Linked DNA regions of Mus musculus: region 2 is linked to region 1. A link is a contact called in public HiChIP or PLAC-seq data. All regions are on one chromosome and are shown on one strand. The core of a region is the stretch at or near the end of the contact, and the rest is flanking DNA. Distances in the headings are between cores, read along the strand shown. Region 1 holds the start of Vipas39 (VPS33B interacting protein, apical-basolateral polarity regulator, spe-39 homolog). Region 2 holds the start of Ism2 (isthmin 2).

What was found. HiChIP or PLAC-seq counts read pairs in DNA pulled down with a chosen protein or histone mark.
Region 2: a contact with region 1 is called in an H3K4me3 HiChIP or PLAC-seq map of embryonic stem cells, with 89 read pairs. The contact joins the promoter of Ism2 here to the promoter of Vipas39 in region 1. A contact is called at or near these places in 13 of 39 promoter capture datasets (the 3T3-L1 cell line, 3T3-L1-derived adipocytes, the HPC-7 cell line and 9 more), 2 of 15 datasets of contacts at CTCF or cohesin (CD8 T cells and the NIH/3T3 cell line), 5 of 484 Hi-C or Micro-C datasets (CD4 T cells, embryonic fibroblasts, embryonic stem cells and 1 more), 16 of 115 datasets of contacts at active chromatin or transcription factors (the 230-238 cell line, CD8 T cells, the HPC-7 cell line and 11 more) and 4 of 9 other capture datasets (adipose tissue, embryonic stem cells, liver and 1 more).

The regions. Positions count from the first base shown.
Region 1 is chr12:87,261,888-87,268,353 of GRCm38.p6, forward strand. Vipas39 (VPS33B interacting protein, apical-basolateral polarity regulator, spe-39 homolog) reads right to left here and starts at 4,399. Exons shown (of 20, transcript NM_001142580.1): 1 at 4,265-4,399; 2 at 2,018-2,110. The coding sequence starts at 2,110. Ahsa1 (AHA1, activator of heat shock protein ATPase 1) reads left to right here and starts at 4,841. Exons shown (of 9, transcript NM_146036.2): 1 at 4,841-5,034; 2 at 6,268-6,458. The coding sequence starts at 4,955.
Region 2 is chr12:87,294,837-87,301,302 of GRCm38.p6, forward strand. It overlaps Ism2 (isthmin 2), which reads right to left and starts at 4,869. Exons shown (of 6, transcript NM_001290302.1): 1 at 4,738-4,869. The coding sequence starts at 4,869. Gm51956 (a long non-coding RNA gene) reads left to right here and starts at 4,241. Exons shown (of 4, transcript XR_003950111.1): 1 at 4,241-4,515; 2 at 4,609-5,412; 3 at 5,507-5,680; 4 at 5,982-6,466.

The sequences.
Region 1 (6,466 bases), core at 3,149-5,648:
CCACTGACCACTAACCAAGAAATTGCCGTACAGCTGGATCTCATGGAGGCGTTTCCTCACCCTCAGCTGAGAAGATATTTGCCACCAAGGAGCTCAATCCTCATGACTCCCACAGTGAAGGAGAAAACTGACTTCTGCAAACTCTTCTTTGGCCTTCACATACAAGCAATGGCACACGTTCACCTCACACATAAATAAATACAATAAAAATTCCTTAAAAGGAAGTGCTGGAGAGATGGCTCGGGGGTTAGGAGCGCTGACTGCTCTTCCAGAGGTCCTGAGTTCAATTCCCAGCAACCACATGGTGGCTCACAACCATCTGTAATGGGGTCCGATGCCCTCTTCTGGTGCGTCTGAAGAGAACAATGGTGTACTCATAAACATAAAATAAATAAAGTCTTTTTAAAAAGTAAAGAAAAAGAAAAAGTAAAAAAGGAGGCAGAGGCAGAAATATCAAAAGTTCAAGGTCTTCATACACTACCAATTTTGAGGCTAGTCTTGGCTACAGGAGACCCTGTTTTAACAACATCAAAAAAAGTAAATAGTACTAACAACAATGATAAATTATACCACATGAATAAAATATTTTGTCTTTTTCTTTTTAAAGTAAAAGTAAGGATAAAGTTAGTTTTTAAGGGTTTCTTTTCAATGAAGGTTGCTATAGTTTGTATCAATTTCTAATTTTAATTTATTATCATGTATGCATGCGTGTATCATGTGGATGTACAAGTGTGCCCATTCCACTGCACAAGAGGGGAGGCCACAGGTAGTGCTGGCTAGTTTTAAGTCAATTTGACAAAAGCTAGAGGTGCTTGGGAAAGGAAACCTCAATTGAGAAAATGTCCTCACCACACTGGCCTGTGGGCAGCACTACCCCTCTGAGCTGGTGGTCCTGGGTGCTATAAGAAAGCAGGATGAGCAAGCCAGGAAGCAGCACTTCTCTGCTTCAGTTTCTGCTTCTAGGTGCCTGCCCTGACTTCCCTCAGTGATGGAATGGAACCAGAGTCATAAGATGAAATAAACCACTTCCTCCCCAAATCCCTGTTGGTCATCATATTTGTCTCAGCAACAGAAACCTAAGTAAGCAAGACAACTTTCTGGAGTCTGTTCAGGAGACTAAATCCAGATCACCAGGATCATGGCAAGAACCTTTATTGGTGAGCCATTTCACAGGCCACTATATAGTCTGGATTTGGAATGTCCCCCAAAGGGCTGTATGTTTAAAATTCAGGCTTCAGGGTAGCCCTAGGAGGAGGCAGTAGAACCTGAGAAGTGGAGCCCAGTAGGAGCTTCTTGGGCCATGGGAAGGGTATTTTTAAAGGAGACTGTGGGACCCTGCCATGTCCTACTCCTCTTTGCTTTCTGGACACACGGTAAACTGTTTTGTTCTATCATGTGAATGCACCAAGAAGTGCTATTTATCCCAGGTCCAAAACAACAGGGCTAATCAACCACAATCTAGAACCTTAAAAACAGAGCCAAAGCCGGGCGGTGGTGGTGCACGCCTTTGATCCCAGCACTTGGGAGGCAGAGGCAGGCAGATTTCTGAGTTCCAGGACAGCCTGGTCTACAAAGTGAGTTCCAGGACAACCAGGGCTATACAGAGAAACCCTGTATCGAAAAACAAAAACAAAACAAAAAACAAAACAAAAAAACAAACAAACAAAACAGAGCCAAAAGAGGGAGTGGGTGGGTTGGGGAGCAGGGCCGGGGGAGGGTATGGGGACTTTAGGAGAGGAAACTAGGAAAGGGGATATTTGAAATGTAAATAAAGAAAATATCTAATAACAAACAAACAAACAAACAAACAAACAAACAAAACAGAGCCAAAGTAAGGCTTTTCTCTGGACCAGTTGATTACCTTGGGTATTTCAGATAATGATAAAAATCTGACTGATACACAGGCTCTTCTGAAGATCTGACCTAACATTACGAGCCTACTGGAGATGAGAAGAAACTTTTCGAGACGCATCCAAGAGTATGGTATGACCCTTACTTAACACTTGTGGAAACCTACCTGTGAGAGCTCATCATCTTCATCATCAAAAGTGAAAGCCTTGAACTTGGAGCTGTTCCAATATTCCTCCTCATCACCTTTTGTCCGGTTCATCTGGAGGGAAAGGAAGACAGGTGCAGTCTCTCAAAAAAAGTGTTCCACTACAAACAGTTCCCAGAAATAAGGGACGTAGAAAGGAATCTGTAAAGTACCTGCCATGCTAAGTCAGATCCTTGGGTTTCCAGCTTATCAGATCATGTTAGATATTCCAATTAGCCACAAACATTCATTCCTAGAACCTCTACTGTATTCAAGTACTCAGATGTTATAGTAACTATGAAAAGTGCAAGTTATAGTCTCCCTTCTGAAGGATCTCATTAGAACTAGGGTACCAAAACAAAGGGGATACTATTCGAGAGGCAAATGTTGTAAGGATTCATCATAATTTTGCTGAACACACAAAAATCAGCCAACACTCACCCCAAACAGAATAAGCAAATTCATGTATTATCATATATTTAGGGAGTGCCACCTCTGAGTTGTGCTTCTAAGCTCTGGGAACACTACAGCTGACTACAGCCAACAAATGTCCCTCTCTTCCAGTATGTTCTTTAAATGCCTGACATAAAAGAAAGGAAAGCAATTAAAAGCAGAATTATCTTGCCTGTATCATCAACTCATGATCATTTTATGAATCATTTGGCTAATTATGGGGCCAACTTCTGAGATCATGACCAAGAAAATATATATTAGCTAAAAGATCCCACATTATTCTCATGACTGCTCCAAAGTTAGGTATTGTTCTGCAAAACAAAACACGTTTTTCAAATTAAGCTGTGGAAGAGTAAAAATTGTAGTTTAACCCAATAAGTACCAAGATTTCCACAGCACCTGGCCACTTACTGGGCCTTGAAGTCAAAAGGTAAATGGCTCATTTCTAAGCCTTGGAGAAATGCAATCTTGCCTTACTGGCTAATAGTGAAGGATAAATAGTGTTAGAAAGCCTAACAAAGTGCTTGGCAGAAAATAAACATGTAAGGTTACATCCCGTTAGTATTTGATATAGCAGTTAGTCTGCCACTAGATAATATATGCAAAGTGTTTACCTAATCTTAATGCTACCTTAGATAAAACAAGAGAATTTTGTTTTCTGCAGTTCTGGGAACTGAGCTTCGGGCCTCCCACGTTTTAGACAAGCACTCTACCACTGAACTATATTCCCAGCCTCCAAAATTTTTGTAAAAAGCAATCTTAAATATTAAAAGAAATTCTAAACCAGGCCACAAATCATGAAGATGTGTACAGAACATAAACATGTCTCTAACATGTGTGCAAATTCATAAATAACTGTCATTCATTTGTCATTCACAACGATCCTGAAAGGTAAGCCTGGGAGATTCCCACCGACCAGGGGAACAAAGCTCAGAAGCAGTAAACATCACAACTTTACTAAATCACTTCTACTCCAAACTACAATCCAGGGTTTTTGGATCCTAGACTCTTTCTTTTCTTTTTTCACTTTTGGGAAAACTAGACAGATCTTTACAATGGTAACTAGAAATAGGTAGAGAATATGTCTAACAAACTTAGTACTTCACCAAGAATTCTTAAGACTCTTTTTACAGTAGTGGATACATTGTATTTCGAGTGACAAAAGAGACCGTGATTTACGTGGTAAGTAAAATGGTAACAATTTATAACTCTAAGAATGCTCAAAGGAAAGCGGGCTTCAACGTGATTTAAAATGCTTCCGAGATTTGATCTTATCGTCACCTGTACACTGACAGTCTGACATGGATAGGGGGACAGATGCGAGAGGACGGGAACACGACATAGGGAAAACAGGACCCGTTTAAAACACAAAACAAAACAAAACCAAAAACCAAAACCCTACAACCAAGAGGTTCCTTGCCTCAGGGTACTGTAGAAACCAGCTACTGGAAGTTAAGCTAGGTTTTTAAGGCGATGTTTGAGAACAAAGACCTGAGAGATTGGATTACAGGAGCAAGGTCCAGGAAACCACGCATCTACCACAAACACCAGAGCCTAGAGGGTGCCTGAGAAGACATATTCAGAACCAAATGTTGAGTAAGCTGCTTTGAGGCTTGCTGGAAAGCCCCATCTCGGAGCTCCCAAGAGTGGTCCCGACAGAAGAAGGTCGGAGTGAGAGTGTAAGGATGCCTCAGAAAAGACAGGGAAAGAAAAGGGTGCGGAGAGGGTGGGTTCACCTAGACACGAGGCCTAGACAGGGGCTTGGGACACCCTCACCTCTTCCACACCGAGCGCTCCTTCTCAGGACAGCGCCAGGCTCAGCCGCTGGACCAGCCTTTCTAAACAGGCTGTGAGGCATAGAGAAGAGCAGAAGGGGACAGCGGAGAAGAGTCTGAAGAAGGTGAAAGGAATACCCGCAAAGCATCCTGGAAGTTGTAGTTCCATAACCTCTATCATTCTTTCGTCCTCCCTGCGGGCCGCGAGGCTTCTGGACTAGCATTCCCAGAAATACTAGCGCATAGTGCTAGGTCATTTCCTTTACTTTCAGCATGACCTTCCGCAGTTATCGGAAGGGTTGGTTTAAAGACTACAACTCCCATCAGGCTCAGCAAGGTCGGTTTAGGGCCCAAGGAGACAATGAGAGGAATATTTTGTGTCCTAGCCGGTGGGGATTAGGATCTTGAGGGCCTAGACTTAAGAGCTTTTAAGATAAACTGAGAGAGCTGGAAGGAACGCCAGAAGTTACGGAACCTACGGCTCGGCGAGCTGGAACGGAAGTACCCGGTAAGAGCGAGGAGGAGCCGGAAGTTAAGGCTGGGAGGGGGTTGGGGTGGAGGGAAAAGCAAGCCAGGAGGTGCTGTGCTGCTTCTAGTAGTTTCCAGGCGCTGCCAGGCGGCTGGGACCGAGCGGTCCTCAGGCTGTGGCTGCGGCTGCTTGGGAGCTGGTAGCGGTGCGATAAGTGAGCTGATGGCCAAGTGGGGTGAGGGAGACCCACGCTGGATCGTGGAGGAGCGGGCGGACGCCACCAACGTCAACAACTGGCACTGGTATGGGCCAGCAAGACAGGCCGCAGGAGCACTGTTAACAGGCTAGGGGTTGGAGGTGTCTGGGACCTTGGCGAGTACGGGACCCAAGTAACCCTGGCCTGGGGTTGGGCGTGAGTCCTTTCTGTAGCAGGGGTCCCCTCCATCCCTCGCCACCATCACAGTCTTAGGGGCGATGGGTTCGACATGGACTGCTGAGTCCCCAAGGAGGAATTTCAGAGCGAGAACAGAGTGCCCTAGTTGCTGCATCCAGCCTGAGCCGGGTGATACTTCCTACACGTGGCCGCAGGCGTCCTTGAGATCCAGACCCCTGCCGATTGTGTTGGGAGTCTGCTGGGGAATTCGAGAGCTCCAGGCGCGGTAGTTGTTGGTTTGCGGGTTACAGTGAAAGCAAAAGTCATAGGGGACTACTGCCTCAGTCCAGCGTGAGAAGCTTTGGAACGTGATCTGCAGGGCACTTGGAGCTTCGGGATGCTGAACGCAATGCAGTCTCCTACCCGGAACTGTTAAGTTCTGTTGTAACAACTCCAGGTTGCCCGGCAGTCATGATTTTACAGCCTAACCGGTCTTGGAAGCTGCCTCATCTCTCAGAAATCTTCTGGAAACAAAGTTATTTGGAGTGCCACTGAACTTTACAGACATTATATTTTTTTTCCTCAGTTATAGCTTTTTGATTTTTAAATAGCTGTACTAGAAGGGCAAAGAATTGATTTTTACCGTCTTTTTTTTCCCCCTTCAACCTGTCTCTTTTTAACATTCTACTTGATGTAATTTTTCTTGTGGACTTTGTGACACTGTCTAGAGGATGTAGGATGTGTAGGGCAAAGTTTGAACACTGAACGGGACACAACACTGTTAATGAGGCTAGCATTATTGTTGGTTTGTTTTGTTTTTTTAAACTGAAGTTCTTAGCAAAAATGCTTGCTTGTCTTTGCTCTCCTGACTTAAGCAGTATGGTCACATCTTTCTTCTTGGCCAAATGGGGGCGCCATTTTAACGGTCAAGGCTCATTGTGCTAAGACTGGAAAGTATTAACTTGGTTTGCACAGCACCTCTCTTTGTTGACAACTCGCCACCCCTTTGGATTCCTAAAAGTAGCATGTTTGTGGACATTCTAGGGTAGAATTGAGAGGGTTGGGTTGTTTTCTGCCTCCTTTAACCTTGCAGTCACCTGCTGAATGAAACAGTGCGTTCTCCTCTTGACTGCCAGCCCTTAGCGCTGCTTCTGTCTTGCAGGACAGAGAGAGATGCTTCAAATTGGTCCACAGAGAAACTGAAAACCCTGTTCCTGGCCGTTCGAGTAGAAAATGAAGAGGGCAAGTGCGAGGTGACCGAAGTGAACAAGCTTGATGGGGAGGCATCCATCAACAACAGGAAAGGCAAACTTATCTTCTTCTATGAGTGGACCATCAAACTGAACTGGACAGGTAAGGCC
Region 2 (6,466 bases), core at 3,619-6,118, 33 kb after region 1:
CCACCAGTACCTGGCACCATATCCGGTTTTATGCTGTGCTAGAGAATTTCCTCCTAGGGTTTTGTGTATTCTAAGCAAGAACTTTGCCAACTGAGCTACATCCCCAGGCTTGTTTCCGACCCTTGAAAGAATACCTGATGGGGAAGCGGGAAGGAACCTACTGAGATTAGCCTGCTGAGATCCACATCCAGGCCTCCAGCCCCCTCATCTGCCAGCTCCTTCTTACCCTTAACCATATCTCCTTTGTTCCCCACTGAGGGGGAGGCAGGGTCTGGAGGGTCTAGAAGGCCCAGGGAGGTGGGCAGCTGCAGGAGGAGGCAGCCAAGACAAGCTCTAGGTTTGGTATTACATAGCTGCATGTAGCTCCCTCCCTGATGGGTCAGACGGAAAGGCTCCAGGCACAGAAGGGTCACCTCTAGGAAAACACCTGCATCTCCAGGCTGCCCCCCCCCTCCTCTCCCCTCCTCTCCCACGCCATGTGGGTTTGCTTTCCTGCAATTTTACAGACAAGGGATGAGGAGCATGCTGCTGATTATAGCTCCTGCCAGGTACGACACTGCAGGTCTGTCAGGACTCCCAAGCCCCTTCCTCTGTATTCAGTCCTTCAGAGTGCTTCCTACCACGGGGACAAGATCCCTGCAGCTGGGTGAGCCCTTGTCCCGAGGACTCTGAGCCCAGAAGAATTGTCCTCATTTCTCTTTTGCATCATGTCCTCTGGTCCTCTCTTGACCTTCTCACATCTTGCCAGGCATAGCCAATGGGTGCCGAGGTAAGGCACCTAAGGGCACAAAGTTGAGTTTGAATCCTGGGTGTTATTGGACCCCACTATTCATTTCTGCATTGCTACCTGAGAATTAAATAACACCCAAGAGAGGCCAAGCTCTGTGGGTGTCCAGGAGACATTTTGTCTCAATGGGACAGGGGGTAGAGCTTTGTCATACTGTGCCTACCTCTCAACACATTTGGCTTCTGCCCTTGGAAATGATTATAACTTTGAGTCCAAAGGTTTCTTACTCAGCACTACAGTTCACAAAAACGGATTCTTGAACCCATTTTACTGTGGATGTAAACTGAGGCTCAGTGTCAGGCCTTCTGGAGTCAAAGGTGACACATTTGGTTCACAGAGTTGCTGATTCTTCTCAGTGTTGGAATGTTCAACAGGGATGTTCAACCACATCTGCCTCAAGGGCCTCGATTTGTCAGGAGTCAGGTTTCTCAACCATGGCCAGGGAAGCCAGGTGTGGTGGCCTACACCTGTGATCCCAGCGGTCAGGAGGCTGGGGAAGGACTGTCCTGAGTTCAAGGCTAGCCTGAGCTATCTAGTGAGCTCCAGGCCAGCCTAGACTTTGGGGTAAAAGCTTGTCTCAAAAGGCAACCTCCCACCCCCACCCCCACCCCACCCCCAGAAATAACAACACATACAAAACAAGCTGATGCAGGCAGGCACGGAAACCAAATTGGCAACAGCTGGCATTGTGACATCTGGTCAACATCAGATAAGCAGCCTGGGACATACACGTGAGGACGTGCAAACCTTTCTGGAACAGCTCTCCGAGGCCTACCTTGTTCCCATCTATGTCTAAAATCTCTTTGATTTGTTTTTTGTTGTTGTAGACAGGGGATCTTGCCACATAGCCAGGAATAACATTGAATTCATGGTTCCCTTGCTTCAGCTTAATTGTGGGATTACACTTTTTGCTTTTATAGATCCACTAAGGAGCTAGGTTGTTGGGTGGGTCAGTTATTTCTGACTTAGCATCCTGGTCCCAGGGATAGCTGTCTGCATTTTCTCAATAGAATTCTTGACCTGAAATTACAGATTTTGGAAACATATCCATGCAGTCCCTACGGTTCAATTATTTACTTTTGATTTTATTTATTTATTTAATAGGTTTTTTTAAAGATTTATTGTTTTATGTATATGAGTACACTGTAGTTCTCTTCACACACACCAGAAGAAGGCATCGGATCCTATTACAGATGGTTGTGAGTCACCATGTGGTTGTTGGGAATTGAACTCAGGACCTCTGGAAGAGCAGTCGGTGCTCTTAACTGAGTCATCTCTCCAGGCCTATTAGTTTTTTTCATCCTGGAACTCACTTTGCCTCTGCCTCCCGAGTACTAGAATTAAAGCCATGCACCCTCACTGTTTGGCATATTTTGGTATTTTTTTTCAGACAGGTTCTCATTATGTAGCCCTAGTTGGCCTAGGACTTGCTATACAAACCAAGTTGGCTTTGAATTTGAGGCAATGCCTTCATATCCTGAGTGCTAGGATTTCAGGTATGCACAGCCATAACTGGCTAGCGCCCCCCCTCCCCCCTTTTGAGACAGGACTTCTCTGTGTAGCCCTGGCTGTCCTGGCACTCACTCTATAGACCAGGCTGGCCTCGAACTCAGAAATCTGCCTGTCTCTGCCTCCCAAGTGCTGGGATTAAAGGCGTGTGCCACCACTGCCAGGCAAGCTCCCTTTTTTAAGTGTGAAGAAAGTAGCTAAGTCATACGCTTAGTGACAATCTGGGTCAGCCCCATAGGCCCTGAGCATCAAGTTTATTTTTTAATTTCAGGCACTAATTTGTGTTTATGTTTTTTGCTATTGTTTTGAGGCAAGGTTTCACTATGTAGCCCTAGCTAGCCTGGGACCCAAAGATATCTGCCTGTCTCTGCCTCCTGAGCGCTTTGATTAAAGGTGTGTGCCCCTGTGTCCAGCTATGTTTAGATAATTTTTTTAGGGTTCAGCCAGGTTCTCAGCCAAGTTCCATCCTGGGCCTAAGGACACAATTCTGACTCTAAAGTAACTTTTTCTCTCATACTAAAACATACTAAAAATAATTACAACACACAGTGACGAGTGCTAAAATAAATATTAATGCCAAGTGAACAGAAATGAAGTCAATTTTTTTTTTTTTTTTTTTTTTTTTTTGGGTGTTTGGGTGGTTGTTTGGTTTTTCGAGACAGGGCTTCTCTGTATAGCCCTGGCTGTCCTGGAACTCACTTTGTAGACCAGGCTGGCTTCGAACTCAGAAATCCGCCTGGCTCTGCCCCCCCCCCCCCCCCCCCAGTGCTGGGATTAAAGGCGTGTGCCACCTCAAACTTGGTGTAGTTGACAGTGACCTCGTGCTTCTTGTCCTTATGCCTAAATCTCCCCAGTGCTGGGATTACAAGCCTGTGTCACCATGCCCTACCAAACCAATTTAATTTGACCACTATCATTATCCTTAGGTTAGCAGCTAGACTCTGATTTTTGGGTGTTTGTTTTGTCGTTGTTGCTATGGTAGTTGTTTCTAGTTATTTCATTGTTTTGTTTTGTTTTGTTTTCCTTTTTCTTTGAGACAAATGTGGCTATGTAGCTCAGACTAGCCCCAGATCCTACATGGCACATATTGGATGGCCTCGAACAAGGTGTCTTGCTTCAAATGCCTGAATGCTAGAAATCCAGGTACATCCAGGTCAGAAATCCCTGTATTTGTCCATGTCCGTGTTTCTCAACAATGGCCAAGTAGATGTGTGCCCCTCAGGAAACATCTGGCAGCATCTGGCCCTATGGCAGTGCCTAGGAACAGTGATAGGCTTCTTGCAAAGCAAGAGACAGCTGCCCCCAGGACTACAAATTCCAGGCCCCAGAATGAAGGCAGCCCTATTACAGCCCTATAATTAACAGGATACATTCCTACTGGGGAAAGCTGGGAACTTGAGGAGAAAAAAAAATGTCTTAGAGGTGACAATGGTTTGTGATATTTAAGGGATGTAAACTTAAGGGAGCCTTCCCATCCTCTGAAGGGCTCTGGGAGTCTGGGCTCTAACAATATAGCCCAAACTCCGGTCCAAGTCATGCATTTAGCATCTCTTGTTTCCTATAGGTCCTGGCCCCTCAGTTTCCCCATTTCGGAAATAGGAGTCTTCCTCCAGAACAGCTCCAGGCAAGAAGAGCCCATCAGCTGGGCAGTGGTGACACACGCCTTTAATCCCTTCACTTGGGAGGCAGAGGCAGGTGGATTTCTGAGTTTGAGGCCAGCCTGGTCTACAGAGTGAGTTCCAGGACAGCTAGGGCTACATAGAGAAACCCTGTCTCGAAAAGAAGGAGGAGGAGGAGGACTACACATCAGGCTGGCTCTTGCATTACAAACAAGCCTCCATGGAAATGGGGACAGGAACGGGGAATAGCCACTAAAACTGTGAAAGGAGAGCATAAGGCTAGACCGCAGTGATTGGTGACTGAAACACTGTTTCTAACACAGCCAGCACTCTTTCGCCATGCTCTTCTATCTCAGGACACACATTCTTTGAAGAAATGCTGGCTGACAGCCTACACCCAGCAAGGTGCAGAACGCCCTTAACTCCCTCAGCCTGCCTCAACTCCCAATGGAAAACTCGAATCCTTGGTTGGTTAGTATTTAGGGGCTGCTTCAAGAGAATCACTTAGCCCAAGTCGGTAGCCCCAGGCCACCACTCCACAGAGCCCTGGAATCTCCTCTCTCCGCTCCAGGGTGGCTTTTCAGGGGTGTGCTGCTGCAGGTGATGTTCGCTCAGGGCGAGGAAGGGGTGGGTAGGACCCAAGAAGCCGGGCCACCGCGGAGCAGGCACCACAGTCAACTTTTCCCTCTGCAGCCAGTACGTTACGGCGCCACCAGGGCTCGCGGCCACGCGTGGAGAGTGTAAACTCCTGCGGGCTCAGTGCTCCTGGCCATCGTCCAGTGCCCACCCTGCTCCGTCCCTCCAGTCCCGCTCATCACTCACCTCCGCCATCCTCGAGTGGCCGTGGGGCCCGGGACCTCGCTTCCTCAGTGGGAGCCCTCGGCCAGTGGCCAGCAGGGCGGCCAGCAGCATCAAGGCGCGCGGGAACCGTGCTCGGCTGGGCGGTGGCCGCATCGTGTCCCTTCCAGGCTGCTCTGCCAGAGCCGCGGGGCTCGGGAGCGCGTTCGCGCCCCGCCTCGCCTCCTCCTGGGGCGGGAGCGCGGGCTGCGGCGCAGGCTCCGTCCAGTCGCGCGGGGACCTCGCGAGGAGCGGCGGGAGCGCGCGCTCGGGTGCGCGCCGCCGGTGAGCAGGGGTCTGCGAGCGAGGTCAGTGGCCCCATGTCTCTCTACCCCCCTTCGCCCTCCCCAAGGGGCCCCTCGGCGCTCGGGGACTCGTCCGGGCTCCGCGGGGCGGCTCCTTTGATCTGGCGGCCACCCCGCCCTCAGTCCCCGCCACTGTCGCCGTCGCGGCCCCAAGCGAATTCCTGTCCCGGGAAAGTTGCGGTCCCACGAGGGGCTGCTGAGGGGCGAGAAGGCTGCGGCGCCACAGGAGCGCTCCTCGACAGCGCGGGCGACAGCCTCCCAAACTAGCCCGGGCCTCACAGGCAGGGACGCGCGACTGACCGGCGGCGAGCGGTGGGAGACTTTGGAACTTAGGCAAAAGTGTGCGTGCAGCCAGGTAGGTTTGCGAGGGACTTTGGAAGTTCAACAGCGTCGCCTGGGATGAGGAGCCCGCCGCCACATTGCGGTCCCAGCTCCCGATCCCCTTTCAGCTTTTAGGACTGTCAGACCCAGGAGACCACACAAGCCACAGTCCCAGAACAGCGGGTGTGCTGTGGTGGGGTAAGCCTGAGTGCAGGGGTCGGAGGATCCGTCCTGCAGCTGGTGTCGCTGATCCTTAGGACAGCCCAGCCCTTTCGGCCAGACCTTCGGGTTGGATCTTCACAGTAAGCCACTCACTGAACGGCGACCTTTGGGCAACTAGAATTCCGGAGCAGTGGCTTAGACCAGGTGGTAGGATGAGAATAGGAGAGAATGAAATCAAGGTGATACCTACCTGGGATGGCGGGAGGAGGGAGCCTGGAAGCGAACCTGGGGGCAGTGGAGAGGGTGGCTATTATGACCAAGCTGTGGTCTACGACTGCTCAGGGGTGCCTGAAGTAGAGTGGAAATCTCAGAGCTGCGCTGGGTTTTGTTTTGTTTTGCTTTTACTTGGTCTTGTTTTGAAATTACCCCTGCTCTCCACAGCAGCAGAATTGAATGGTGACGCATTGCATTGGGTGACAGCCTGCTTGTGGGGTCCTGTCAAAGGGGTTGAATATTGGCAGTTTCGCATGATCCAAATTAAGAAGATGGCTGCCTGGTACGTGATAAACACCGAGAACAGAATTTTAGCCAGGGAGCGGCTTCTAAATTAAGCTGAATTCACCGGACTAAAGGTTAAGCTTTACATTTAAAAAAAAAAGTTTATTTATTTTATGTATATGCGTATACTGTCGATGTCTTCAGACACACAACAGAGGAAGACACTGGATCCCATTACAGATGGTTGTGAGCCACCATGTGGTTGCTGGGAATTGAACTCCGGATCTCTGGAAGAGCAGCCACTGAGCCATCTCTCCAGCCCCCTCTTTTTTTTTTTTTTCTTTTTGGTATAAATATTTTCACATCTACCGCCAATATTTTAGCCATACTTTTGACACTTTTTACCAGATTAAAAGTGACTTTGAAGA